Linked DNA regions of Danio rerio: region 1 is linked to region 2. Evidence: chromatin contacts called from public HiCAR-type data. All regions are on one chromosome and are shown on one strand. The core of a region is the stretch at or near the end of the contact, and the rest is flanking DNA. Distances in the headings are between cores, read along the strand shown. Region 1 holds the start of caska (calcium/calmodulin-dependent serine protein kinase a). Region 2 holds the start of gpr82 (G protein-coupled receptor 82).

The links. HiCAR-type assays count read pairs that join an accessible place to other places.
Region 1: a HiCAR-type map of caudal fin shows a contact between it and region 2, with 13 times the contacts expected there. The contact joins the promoter of caska here to the promoter of gpr82 in region 2. A contact is called at or near these places in 1 of 18 Hi-C or Micro-C datasets (caudal fin) and 1 of 4 datasets of contacts at active chromatin or transcription factors (caudal fin).

Annotation. Positions count from the first base shown.
Region 1 is chr9:35,293,608-35,301,100 of GRCz12tu, forward strand. caska (calcium/calmodulin-dependent serine protein kinase a) reads right to left here and starts at 5,777. Exons shown (of 26, transcript NM_001423569.1): 1 at 5,173-5,777. The coding sequence starts at 5,231.
Region 2 is chr9:35,115,174-35,122,939 of GRCz12tu, forward strand. It overlaps gpr82 (G protein-coupled receptor 82), which reads left to right and starts at 2,608. Exons shown (of 2, transcript XM_073912892.1): 1 at 2,608-2,716; 2 at 4,247-7,766. The coding sequence starts at 4,278. The coding sequence ends at 5,387. All of the region lies in intron 5 of caska (calcium/calmodulin-dependent serine protein kinase a), which reads right to left. si:dkey-216e24.9 reads left to right here. Exons shown (of 4, transcript XM_017357833.4): 4 at 786-2,506. The coding sequence ends at 1,806.

The sequences.
Region 1 (7,493 bases), core at 4,527-7,026, 180 kb after region 2:
AACTAACAGACATAAACAGCTCACACACGCGCACATCCACCCACTCCCCCACATCATCTCTATTGAGCTCACAGAAGTTGGCCTAGGGAGAGAAGTGGTGTCAGTGGGAGTGTATCTGCTTAATGGACAGCATCCTCTTTTCTTTTTACCTCCAAACACCAGCATGAAGCCTCAGGGTGGGCACGAAACAAGAAAGCGGATCACTCACACAGCGACAAGCCACACAAACAGACAAATAGGTTTATGTGTGTGTGCGCAACAGTATGTGCATCATTTTGTAATAAAATAAGCCAGTCCACCATGGAAGAAAATAAAGGCCCTGTAAACAAAACTTACAGTACTGTATAGGACTGCATGCTATTGGAAAAAACTGACATATTATTTTTCTGCGATACATACTGCGATATTGTAAATAATGTTACCGAATAAAATTAATAGCTCTATTTAGAAAGAATTTACACAATTTTACATTTGATTATTATGATTTAGTACAGTGCATCTGCATTAAATATAATAAACCAATCAAAAGTATTTTACAGCAGAGCAAAGATATATTGTAGGTGGAATAAAACAACTCTTTTTTTTTTTTTTTTTTCCTGGGAGTCTATAGCAGTATTAAAGGTACACAAATTGAGTAATTATATTTAAAATAATAGTGTAGTTTTCATTGCGTGTAATTATACTTGCATACAATCAATCTTTGTTAAAAACATTATAATCTCTTGTGCATGAATGTTTTAAACGCTTACACAACCACAGGCTTTAATAACACAAACACAATCAGCTGTGGTTCCTGGTCAACATTGCGATTTCGATGTTGAAACAATACATTGTGCAGCCCTAGTACAGTAGGTCAAAACTATTCACAGACGTATGACTATCTAGTAAACTCATTAAGAATTTCAAGTTTTTTTTCCCCGAACTCCTTTGAAGGAGGCCTTTGAAATACATTACACTTTTTTATCATCTTTCCTTTTATTTCTGATAATAAAATAATTGTATTATATTATTTTATCATCACTTTTACTGTACAGTGGTCCCTCGTTAATTGAGGGGTTACGTTCTAAAAATAGCCTGCTACCGTGCCTTTGACAGTGCAGTTGTCAACAATATGGGGTTTGTTGGCGAGAAAACTTGTGAACATACAGTACAGCACTTCAGTCACATTGCTAGCCTTTGAAGGTTTATGTAACTTTGGAAAGCTAAACGTGTTCTGTACTGTACAGGAAACACAGCATGGAGAAGATTGATTGACAATGGTCTACAGCCAATCAGGACGCAGAACACAATACGCTTAAAAAAACCAAAAAAACCCAGCATGTTTAATTGCAAACTGCAAATCTGCGAATCTGCAAAACTGCGGAAGGAGAATCACATTATAGCAAGGGACTACTGTACAACAAAAACATTCTTCAAGTAGATTCCACAGGTTGTTGTGAAGACACTGGGAGTTTCTGTAGTTTTCTCACATAAAACAGAAAATGCTTGTGAGTGAATCTCTCGGCAGGTCTGAAGATGAGGCTGATGTTTTCATTCACTCAAAGTGATACGGCAGATGCTAAAAAAAAACAACAACACAGGCATCACATGCTTGAGTATGAGATATAACTGCACAATTACTGCACACAAAACATGCAGACTTCATTATTTCAAAATGTTTTTTACTAGATTAATATTTACAGATGGAGCGGCGCTGTGGAGCAGTGGGTACGACGATCGCCTCACAGCAGGAAGGTCGCTGGTTCGAGCCACGGCTGGGTCAGTTGGCATTTCTATGTAGAGTTTGCATGCGCTCCCCATGTTCGCATAGGTTTCCTCCAGGTGCTCCGGTTTCCTCCACAGTCCAAAGACATGCGGTACAGGTGAATTGGGTAAGCTAAATTGTCTGTAGTGTATGAGTATGAATGAGAGTGGGTGTTTCCCAGTGATTTGTTGCAGCTGGAAGGCCATCCGCTGTGTAAAACATATGCTGGATAAACTGGTGGTTCGCTGTGGCGACCCCAGGTTAATAAAGGGACTAAGCCGAAAAGAAAATGAATGAATATTTACAGACACTACAGTCCACATTGCAATAACATTTCTGATTTATGCATTCAATATATCCTAAATTCCATAACATTCTGCATTAAACTGCTAATTCTGTTTTTATTCCAGGATTTCACAAATCCATCCTGTGTTGTACAAATCATAGGGTTACTACATAAATCATTGTACGACAAAGATCTAATGGAAACGGCATCAACAGGGTTTTCCAGTTTTTCCATTGCTTTATTTTTGTTGGCTAAATTTTCACCCATACATTTAAACATGCCTAAACATAGCTGTTTAAGAAAATCCGCCATCGTATGCATCCTAACTATATGTTGTTTTGTTATTATGAGACAGTTACACGCACAGAACTGCTTTTAATTACAAACTCTGAAATCCCAGAGTACCATGTTGAGAGCTCTAATTACATGGCATTTCAAATTTACATGCACCACACTGAAACTCAAGCAAGCAATTGCACATCAATAACAGCTGGAGATAACCTGCTTACATAATACAAATACACCAGATTGTCTCATAACAATAACAGTAAAAACAATATGTGAATGTTCCATTCAGTAGGACTACAATCTAAAAATGGTACTTCGTTTCAGTTTAATAGGAAAAGCTCTAGACCTGCTGATACATGCAAGGCTGTGCCCTTCATCAGAGCAAATAGTCACCAAACTCGTAGTGTGGCTCGACAAACCATTAAATCAGAAACATCTTTAATCTTTATTGTTTTAGATCTTTATAACTTAATTCCCTAAAAGGTTCAACGCTTATTACTTTAAGCCAGTCTACAACTTTACTACTGTTGCAAGAATGTGACGCTTCAATGTAGTCTAATATTTATATTTTATTATAAAATGTACAAAAACACAAAGTTTTAAGATATTACATTCAGAGCTGCACAATATATCATTTCAGCATCAATAGCGCAATGTGTGTCCCCAATAGTCACATCGCAGGATCTGCAATGTTAATTTGCATATTATAGTTGATCAACCATTGAAAATGCATGAGATTTGAGGAGTCATTTCAATTAATAAGCATAATGGATTGTGACTATCATTAACATTTGTAACTTTACTGAAGATAAATTTTACTGATTTATAAATATAATAAAGACTATACAGTAATATTTGACATTATATTATTAAATGTCTGTATCTGAATACTGTTTGACACTCCGGAAAACCATAAATAACTGTTTATTTAAATTTTTTCTTTACTCTATTGTAATTATTCTTGCAATTTAATACATGATTCACAGGCATCCAAAATCAACCAATCAATAATTCATTTATTTTATTTTGTTTACACAAATAGAGCTATTCAAGCCATCTCGTGAAACTGTATTCATATCGCAGCAAAACAAAATATCGAAATGACAGATTTGTTCAATATCATGCTGCCCTAATTACATTACACTATTTTATATTATATTACACTCTGGCTTTCAAGGCTACAGTGTGAATGTGAAAAAAATCCAAATAAAAGCAAAGTTTTAACTGTCAAATATCACATTTCACAGCAATAATGAAAAACAAATTCTCATATTTAAGTCTGCATCTATAAAAATATGTAAAAAGTAAAGAAAATGAGAAAATGGCGCTATGGTGGTGCAGTAGGTAGCACAACAGCCACACAGCAAGAAGATTGCTGGTTTGACCCCCGGCTCGATCAGTTGGCATACCTGTGTGGAGTTTGCATGTTCTCCCTGTATGTGTGAAAGTGTGTATAGGTGTTTCCCAGTGTTGGGTTGCAGCTAAAAGGGCATGGGCATCCGCTGTGTGAAACACATGCTGGATAAGTTCATTTCTCTGTGGCGACCCCAGAATAATGAAGGTACTAAGCCGAAAAGAAAATAAATGAAAAAAATAGGTACTCTCTTCATCAATCTAGCACAATTTTCAGTAAACTGTGAGAACCCCTTCGCAAACATGTCCAAACTTTTCAGCTTAACCCTGCCCCTTCTGATTGAGTCCCCACCCCCAACTCCCAGCTTGGTACTGGATACTAGTTGTGGTCAGCAAATTGTAGACCTGTATTTTCTGTATGTAAGATTGAACTAGTGTTTTTTTTTTTATTATTCATTTATTTATTTTGTTAAAAATATTCTTCAGTGTATTTGCTTATTGTTAAATGTTTATGTTGTCATTTTTGTATATTTTTGTAATGCGTTTTACAACATAAATACAACATTAAAAAAGTAAATAAAATACACAAATTATTAAATAGCAATTACATTGAATATTATAAACACACATACACATACATAATACTAATAATGCATTGCATTTAAGGCATTTATTATGTTATACTCACATCAAACAACTATTTATAATACTAAGGTAAAGTTTGCTTTATATTCCAAATATTTACATATTCAGACTTTGTCCTTAATAATATAATTTCAGAAAAATATTAGCAAATTCTGAATAGTGAAATCATATTAGCAGCCAATGACTGAAGTACAACATTGTTCAGTCAATTAAACAGTGCTGATGTTGTTGTGTGGTGATACTTAAATGCGATTTCAGAGCAAATATTCAAAGTAGCGTGGTAAACAATACAATGACCATTAAAATAAACAGATATGTGAATATGAAACCCACTTTACCTCAATATTATAATGGCTAGAACTCTCAGCACACGTAAAGTACAGGTATAGTGGTCAATACCAGTAACAACTACAAACGAACAAGACTGCAAGCACAAACCTGACATTTCTAGATAACACATGAAAGCCAGGTGACACGAAATTGGTTTATCCACCAAAACACAATCATTTGCAGAAACATCAACGCTGACAGCAGTAGAGGAAGCTATGCAAAAACAATAGTAGTGGATGGCATCTAACGTTACCTGCACGAACGCTCAAAGTACACTTCTCTCATCTCTCACACTCGCCACTCCCATTCCTCATTGCTCCAGCCTCAGACAACATGCAGTTTGTAAAGAGTTACGACTGAATCTAACTATCATGTGTTCAACAGCACAGCACTGCAGCACAACAGTCTGAATTTCACGCAATGACAACACTCGTCTGGCAGACAAACACACACACACAACGCAAAAGGCGCAGCTCGAGTCACAGATGGACATTCACCCGTGTGTCATTATCAAAGTGAGACTTACTTGCCAATGACCTCACACAGCTCGTAAACATCTTCAAAGAGCACGTCGTCGTCGGCCATGGTCCAACAAGAGCGGGGAATTTACACTCCCCCTCCAAAATCCGTCCAAATGGTAAATATCAGAGGATTACCGAGCAGACACTTCAGAGTACCTGGAATGAGCGCCGCGAAAGAAACGCTGACAGCCGATTGTATCGCTCTCCAAATTCCGATGAACGGCGAATGGTTGATTCCTGTCGGTTTTGGGTGGGAAAAATTATCCTTTGGTGGTTTGGTGGAAGCGAGCGGACAGTAGTGAGCGCTCGGTCCGTTTGACTCACCCTGCCCCACCTTCTCCTCCCTCTCTCTCGGCCCCCTTAATCCCGCCACTCGAGGCTGAGGTAATTCAAACGTTAAAAACAACTCCACGATAATCGCTGCCGAAGTCACGGAACCAAGTGGGTTAAGTCGTTTAGACGCTAAACTAACTAACTCGAGCCGGGGGAGAAGACGTGCACGCGGTTTGTTTGTGTGTTCAAACGCAAGCTGTTGTTAAAGTGCGCAGTTCAGTTGATTCCACTCATTCTAGCCACGCGCGGCTTCGGCTTTTCCCTGTGCGCGCTCACGCTGACTGTCCCTGCTCGCCGCCGTTGCTCTAGTTCCCCCTCATAACTCCAGCGCTGCTGCTCCCAGCTTCCAGAAAACCCAAACTCCTCCCACTCGCGCTTATGAAACTGGATTGCCTTACGCCATAATGGCTCCGACAGGACTTTCGTATTCCGGAATTCCCGCATAGACTGGCACGTGCGGTTGAGCCAAAATGACGACCAGGCGTCTCAGAGTTTGTTGGCTGAAGCGACAGTTTACCTAGATAAAAAGCGTATTGAACTGCGCTTGAAAATCTTTAGTTGACTTACTAGCTTGACTATATGTTTTTGTAGACATGTGTTTATGTAATAATAATAAAAAAATATTTGAAAAGTGGTTTGGGGAATAAAACATTATTGCACATAATTATTGGCAATACATACACATACTGTATAATAAAGCAGACAACATCATAGGTGAACATTCATTTCCACAATAATACGCCATAATATGATGTATTTAATATGAGTCTATACGAGATATCTTTAAGAGTAGCTATAATAAATATACACTAACAGGCCACTTTATTAGGTATACCTTACTAGTACCATGTTGGAGCCGCTTTTGCCTTCAGAATTGCCTTAATCCATTGTGGCATCGACTCAACAAGGTACTGGAAATATTCTTCAGAGATTTAGCTCAATATTGACATGATATCATCACGTAGTTGCTGCAGATTTGTTAGTTGCACATCTATGATGTGAATCTCCCGTTCCACCACATCCCCAAGGTGCTCTATTGGATTGAGTTCTGGTGACTGTGGAAATCACTTGAGAACAGTGAACTCATTGTCATGTTCAAAAAACCAGTTTGAGTGATTTACGCTTTATGACATGCCGTGCTATCCTGCTAGTAATAGCCATCAGAAGATGGGTACACTGTGGTCATGAAGGGATGGACATGGTCAGCAACAATAATCGGGTAGGCTGTGGCGTTGACACAATGCTCAATTGGTACTAATGGGCACAAAGTGTGCCAAGAAAATATCCCCCACACCATTACACCACAACCACCAGCCTGAACCGTTGCAGCAGAAATCGAGACTCATCAGACCAGGCAACGCTTTTCCAATCTTCTATTGTCCAATTTCAGTGAGCCTGTGTGAATTGTAGCCTCAGTTTCCTGTTCTTAGTTGATAGGAGTGGTACTCAGTGTGGTTTTCTGCTGCTGTAACCCATCCGCCTCAACGTTATATGTGTTGTGCTTTCAGAGGTAGTTTTCTGCATACTTCGGTTGTATCGAATTCGGTCATTCTCCTCAGACCAGCCCGTCTCGCACCAACAAATATGTCACGTTCAAAGTCACATAAATCGCCTTTCTTCCCAATTCTGATGCTCGGTTTAAACTGCAGCAGATCGTCTTGACCATGTCTACACGCCTAAATACATTGAGTTGCTGCCATGTGATTGGCTGATTAGAAATTTGCATTAACAAGCAGTTAAACAGGTGTACCTAATAAAGTGGCCAGTGAGTGTATGTTGCCACATGAAAATGAACCATACCTGCAAATTAAATAGACATTTTAAACAACATGGTAACCAAAATGATTTTACTATACACTAAACCTAGTTTAAACTCTCATATAAATGTTCAAAAACTGCAACTGAGTTACTTTTCAAAATGTATGCACTAATTTACAAACACTGTTTAGATCCTTTCGGTAGAAACATGTACCTTTTGAAAAGGAACCGTCCA
Region 2 (7,766 bases), core at 1,358-3,857:
TCCCACTTGTCTGTTTGTTTGTTTTATTGCGGGAGTACCGCATAGTTTGGTTGCACAATTCTGATTGGGCAGAACAAAAGTGTACTCAGTCAATTGGCTAGTAAGACTATCAGACACAGACGGCAGTCACACATTTGCTCTGGGTGGGGGAAATTAAATAATAAATATTTATTTCATATTGCAGCCTCTTGCGATTAGCTAATCGTAACGTTTCAATTCGATTTTGATTAATCACACAGTCCTACACAGTACATGTTGATTTTAATCAATTTACTTGAATCTTTTGATTTGAACTTTGATCGTTAGTGGATCTCAATCTTATCTAGCTGCAAAAATCATTCCATAAGAATGACAATGAAAAATTTCTATTAAGCAGCAAATCAAAAGATTTCTAAAGAACAATGTGATATGAAGACTGAAGTGATGATGCAGGAAAATCATGAAAACTGTAATATTTAGCCAAATTATTTCTTAGTTATATTTACCAAACAAGCCAATTAAAGGTAAATTAAGACTGGATTTAATACAATGACCACTTGCTCATTTCAATACAAACAAGAGAATCTAAGTTCTCAGTTTTCATTTCCTTCTCTACTTCTGTAGAAAATTCATCTTTGAATCATGAAAGCTGTACTATTTAGCCAAATTATTTCCTGAATATATTTATTAAATAAGCCAAGTAAAGGTAAATTGAGACTGGATTTAGCACAATGACCACTTGCTCATTTCAATACAGACAAGAGAATCTAAGTTCTCAGTTTTCACTTCCTTCTCTATTTCTGTAGCATCTGCAAAATACAACCTGAAGAAAGCCATGCAGCCATTTTGCCCTGGCTCTATCTCTCTTTGGCTCTCCTGGGCCTTCCAGCCAATGGACTGGTGTTGGTGAATCTCTGGAGATCAGAAAGGACGCCCACTGTCATCTTCACTCTCAACATAATCTTCTCAGACCTGCTGATGTGCTGCAGTTTTTTCTTCAGAACAGTTTACCACAGGAAGAACACTGAGTGGCTATCCGGAACTCCAGTTTGCAATGCAGTAGAGCTGATTATTTACTCTTGCTTCTACATTAACCTCTATTGCAACATGTGCTTTCTTTTATGGACCAGCATCAACCGTTATACAACGGTGGTAAAACCAAGCCACTCATTGTTTCAGGTGTTCAAACACACCCAGTCTTGTTGGATCCTTTGCTTTTCTACCTGGCTGGTGATCTTCATAGTCGTCGGCACGTGCATGGGCCTTAAACTGAGCTTACAAATCAACGGAAGTTGCTTTGACCAAGTTGGCAACAGTTATATTCGCTATCAAAATAAATTCCAAACTATCCACTGCTTAGGCGTGTCAACGTTCTTCTTCATTTTGTGTTTGATGTTGGTCAGCTACAGCCGGCTGATCTTCCATCTGCAGAAGGTGAGGGTAGGAAGTTTAGTCGGTGCTGGATTTGGACCTGGAGGAGGTCTAAAGGTTCGCAGGAAGATCTTGGCTTCAGTCATAATGTTTGTACTCTGCTTCTTGCCCTATCATGTGCAAAGGATCATTTTAATAACATCGCAGCATGAAAACTGCCAGGAAGAGTTCAGGATAAAAATGGGCACCATATTCATTGCAGCTCTCAGCTGTTGTCTGCATCCCCTCCTCCAGCTGGTTTTTCGTTTGCGCTGCTGTCGGGTCAATCGCAACACCAGGCCTAAACCCAAACCTGAAATCTCGAAAAGCTTGGACACACATCAGATGCATACTGTGCAGGTATCGGAAGACAAGAAAAATGAAGCTGAATTAAACCACCAACTAAAACCGCCTTGAGGAATTAAAGAGAAAAAAAAGTTTGCAACGATCACGCTTCCTGTTAAAAACTATCTGCAAGCTGTGAAACCCGCTAACCTCTGGGTTAGCAATGTGCCGTCACAATCATCAGTATGATTGTGGATAGAGGCAGAATTTGTGGCAAAGTTATATGATATACCACCATGCTTTTTTTTAAAAGTGGCATCTAGTAGTTTTGAGCATACTACTACACTCAGGCTGTATACTACAACGAACCTTTTCTGTTGTGGAGTGACATATTTGTTTTCATGTGGAAGTAATCCAGCTACTGTATTAGTAAGAATTTGTAACAATATTTTTGTACTACTGTATATTATGAATCTAATTTTGTTATCATGTGATGCACGCAGGTTCTATAAATACAAAAACTAATCAATTTTATTTAAGCCTTTATTTTGAATGGCCTTTAAAATGCAATGTGTCTATTTAACCACAAGAGGTCATGCGAAGAACCTTTTTAAGCTATCTACTAAAACAGTCCTTGTTTAATACGGCACAGTGCCATTTTCTGTATTCAAACTTACTAAATTAACTTTTTTTTCAGTATTTTTGTGTTAAAATTCATTTGACTCTATATTAATTAGTTTAGAGTATTACATTTTGCAGGCAAACAATGTATTCCTTGCCTGGTTAAACCACTCATTTAACAATTCAATAAAAAGACAACATTTATGAGCTACTTTGGGAAGCCAAGCCTCACAGAGAATCTCATTTTTAAGTTCTACTCGCAAAGGTAAGCATATCTGTGAAAGAAATCATGCAAAAGAGAACTGAGCATATATCATTCATGCTCACATCACTTCCTAGAACAACCAGTATAGGGGAGGTGGTCCAAAACAAAACAGCTCACAGATGCCTGTTGCACACATCAGTGACTCCATTTAGTGAGGTAAGTGCATTAGTTACTTCTAGTATGGATTATCTACTCCAATCTTGTACACAAACAAGTGATTTATTGTTAATGTTTTATAGTATTTGAAATATGTTACTGAAATATGTTTTAAATATTTCCTTTCATTAATAAAAAAAAGTTATTTCAAACAAGCAGTGAGGAATATTTAACATGACTAATTTAAGTCTCTTTAATGTTCATTATGGCATTAGCCAATACTTTAAAGTAAAATAATTTGTGTGTGTGTGTGTGTGTGTGTGTGTGTGTATGTATGTGTATATGTATATATATATATATATATATATATATATATATATATATATATATATATATATATATATATATATACACATACACACATTTTATATTTATATATAAAATATTTACAGATATATTTATTAAAATTATATTTTAGTCAGCAAACATTTTTAGAAATTAAAAGATAATACAATTAAATTCAATTAAAATAATAAAAATATATAAAAAATTACAACCTACAAAATTTCAACTAAAATTGTTCGTCTCTTAATTTTCGATCTTTTTTACATTTGCATTTTATATTTTTCTATAGCATATAAATTTGGGTGTACTAGTTTTTGGACCGTTATTGTAAGTTTTTTTGTTAGATAAGCTCCAAATTTGGCTGCAGTACTGAATAAACTAATGTATAAACACAACTATAATATTGTTCAGCTTCCTATTAAAATATGAATTTGAAAGAGATTTGTGAGCGGTGTACTTGTATATGCTGAGCACTGTATCTACAAAAAAAAAAGATGACACTGAAAGTGGTTTATGAACTTCTGCAATTATGTAGAATATTTACAGGAATGCAAGTGAAATTAAAGGTTAGTTCTGCAACTGTATGTCAGAGGAAGCACAGCTTACCAATTTAAACTACTAACAGAACTAACAATTCTGCTGTTCTGATAACTAGTATTCATATATATATATATATATATATATATATATATATATATATATATATATATATATATATATATATATATATATATATATATATATATATATATATATATATATATATCAAATGTAAAATGTATGTTTAGCAGTTGAATTTGTTTGAAGAGAAGAAGAAAAAGAAAGAGCTAAGCTCATATTTCAACTCTGTCAGAAAATATTTGGACAAAGCATAGACCATTGATTTTAGAAGCATGGACGTTTGGCCCAGGTTTTATGTTCAGTTGGGTGCTTCTTGATAACTGAATCTGTTACCCACTTGTACAAGACAGCATAGGGTCCACTTAATTTTGCACATACACCAAGACATTATTTTATGTAGTGTTTTTTGCAACTCGCACATCTTTCTTTGTTTATTTAAAAAAAATATGTATCTCCTAAACATAAACCTGACAATACAAAAATAAATATGATAAGAAAATAAATAAAATGAAAAACTTTGGTCAAGGAGTTCAAAAAAACTTTCACAAAAAAAAAAAAAAAATTAATATTGTGTTATAAAACAACACTTCCACTTAAGAATAACATTTTCACTATGTTTTTCAGCTGTTGAGAATTTCCCTTCTCCGAGAGCTTGATGGCAAACAGTTCAGATGCTGAACATAACATTTCTAACCTGTGCCAAACGTGCACTACAAGAGTAGTTCTCCCTATTATCTACACAACCATGTCTGTTACTGGCGTGCCGGGGAATCTTATTTCTCTATGGGTGTTTATGTGCAAGATCCCAGTCAAAACACCCACCCACATCTATCTGATTAACCTCGGGATCTCCAACCTGTTGCTCTGTCTCACCATGCCTTTTCAGGCCGCGTACTACTCACTTGGGACCATGTGGCACCAAAACAACACAATGTGCAAAATAGCGATCAACATTTTAACTCCGGTCATTCACATCAACATCTGCATTGGTGTGATGATATTGAGCTGGGTAGCACTCAGTCGCTTTGCTTCACTGATTCAACACTCCCATGCTGACCGCCCAAGCCGTTGGCTTAAAGTTCTACCCAGAGCCTTCCTTTCTCGAAAACGTCATGCAAAACTGGCTAACGCGCTGTGTGTGGTCACCTGGGCTATAGTTGGTATAGCCGTCACATCCTTTGTGGTGCTGTACTCAGTCAGGGAGGTTAGAAGTGTAGAAGATGGCGATGGAGATGAAGAGTGCTACGGTGTAGCAGTGGAAGTTGGTGGGAAAGGATCTCACATTTTCGCTTTAGTGGCCGTTTCTCTGTTCTTTGTCTTTTTCCTGTTGGTCTTATGCACTTATATGGCAGTGATCAAGCACATCTGGAGGTCCAAGAAAAGCGCAGCCATCTCTGACAGCCAGCGAGTGCATGTGAGAGTGTTCCGGAATATCGTCATCATTAAGGCTGTGCTGGTAGTCTGTCTCCTGCCTCATCACATTTATAAAGCCGTCTTTATTCATATCATCAACAAACAGTCTTGGTCTGGAGCATCTTCAACAGATGGCTGCCATCCACTGTCCATGTATGTGGAGGTCAAGAGTATCCTCCTCTGTTTAGCAACTCTGCGAGGTTGCACAGACCCCCTCATGTACTTCTTACTGGATAAAACGTTTCGTAACCACACACTCAGCCTGCTAAGATTACGCAGCAGCACAGACGACAGTCAGTCCTCTAAGTCTAATGTGGGACAGCTATCTCAAGGAACAACAGGGTGTCATTAGACGTTAATCTGAGAGGACACTGTACTTCAGCACAAAGGAAGCCCATTGTGAGCAAGGTTTCCTAACATCTGAATGCTGCTTGCCACACACACCAAAAGGAAAGCAAGTCTTTCTTCTCATTATCTGGATTACTTCCGCATGTCTATTGTTCTTTGGTTTACCTGAAGCTGTGAGAACTTTTGCAGTGGTTACACCTACATCAAAAAAGTCCCACAGCAGGCTTCTTCTGGTATCAAATGTTCTTGTTGCGATTAAATGCTGAAGCTTTCATCACAATGTGTGGTATTATCATATTGATTTATGTTGCAAAACAGATTTACCCTAATAGGTATAATCACCAAAAAATACTTGGTGTATTGGCTTATTGTATTGAAATGTTCAGAGTAAATAAAATGATTTAAACTAATTAAACTGCAAAAGAATGATAAAGTACAACAGGTTACACTTTACAATAAAGTCTTGTTAGTAAACGTCATTAAATGCATTCAAATTAACAGCAAGAAATATCCATATTATAGTGGTACTTTAAAAATACAACTGAATTGTATTATTTGCTTAATACAACAATTACAATTTAAAATTATTATCAGCCATTAACTATGAATTGATAATCATCTAAAATGAATTACTGCTTTGTCAACATAGGCTCACTGTGAAAAAGTAGCCCTACCTACAATTCTGGAGATCACAAATTATGTAGCCGGAGCTACACTACGTATGGCTTTAAAACGAAAGCTACGGGGCGGTGTGATTCTGTTCCTTTTTTGCTTACTCGCCGACCATTTAACTCTGTATGAACGGCTTTTTTGCTGTTATCAGTTGTCCGGTAGCTCAAAATGTACCTCAGCACACTTGAGAGTGTGGGTTAGAGTAGGTGAAGAATGATTCCAGGGGCCCGTTTCAGAAAGGAAGTTAAGAGAAAACTTTTAATCCTGAAATGAGAAAAATTCTGGGTTTTCCGTTTCAAAATGGCAGGTTTGTCGAACTGGAGAAAGCAGGGTAAGAAAAGCCTATTTCTGAAAGAGAAGTAACTTTAACTCAGAGTCAGTTACCGTGGTAACTTACTTTGTGAATCTAACCTGGTCAGGAGCCGGGTTTATTCTCTTAACTCGTAGTTTTTGCCGTTCTCCGTCTCTTTTTTAAAGACGAAACGGTATTTCTCGCCTTAGCCTTACGCTTCTACCCACCTTTTTTTAATGCTCATTTTGGTTATGCGCATAAAAACGATTGATGTAAACGCCATAATGCATATAAGTTTTAAAAAATATGCATAAAAACATGCGCATAACTGAGTAGGATAAACTTTATATTCGACAAGATGTGCATGAACTGCGATGAAAACACTTTTACTGAACAAATTCCAGTATGTGCATTAAAAAAAGGTTTGTTATAAGAGATGATGATGGAAATGTGTGTAAATAGACAAACCAGGAGGCTGAGCACACTGCAGAACATCGGAAATGTTGTTTTGGTCATTCTAAAATGCCTGAACCATTTCAGTATTAATGTATTTTATTAATTACCTCCAGAGTGTCAAGAGCTTTTCTTTTTAAAACGCTGGGATTGGGTTTAGGGAAGGAGATGGGTGGGGCTATCAGTCGGTTGGTCAATCAGTAAGTCAGTCAGTTGACAGTGGCCTCTGGTAGATTTACGCAAGAATAGCAGTCACAAATGGCACTTGCAAGAGAAATTTGAGATCTGAAAAAGCATACACAGCAGCCTCTGGTGGATTGGTGAAAACAAACACGGCAAAAATAAATAAATAAATAAATAAAAAAAGCATAGCTCCTGGGACGAATTTTGCTCTCTCCAGAAATGTATATAGTGGTACGTATTTAGAATAAGCCTGGGTTGGCTTTTGTACAGTAGCTATCATAACATTGGCTTTATCTAAATTAATTGATGTTAACAAATGTAAGCTTGCTATACAGAGTTTTGGATTTGATTTATTTATTTATTTTTGAACAAAAATATCATACATAAAATATCATAAAAAAAAACATTTTAACATGGTTGAAAATGGAATGGGATGAAGCAGAAGCTTAACGAAGTTAACGAACAAAAGGCCTACAAACAGTCACATAATTTTCCTCTGTCATAGGTCATATCAACATGTGAAATCGCTGTTTGTAAATACCTCATCTATTAAGTTTTCAAGCATTAGGTGTTGTGATAAACAACCACCCCGATGCAACAATCTCAATATTTTGAAAAGAAACTGTTTAAATATTAAAGAATTATTCAATGTACATTAAAGTGGCCAAAATGTGTATATTCATTATCAAGATACACTGAATTATTGAATATTCTCATTTTTTAACTAGCCAACAATCCTCATTGTGTGAGGTGTATATTCAGGTTTCTGGTTAAATCCCCTAC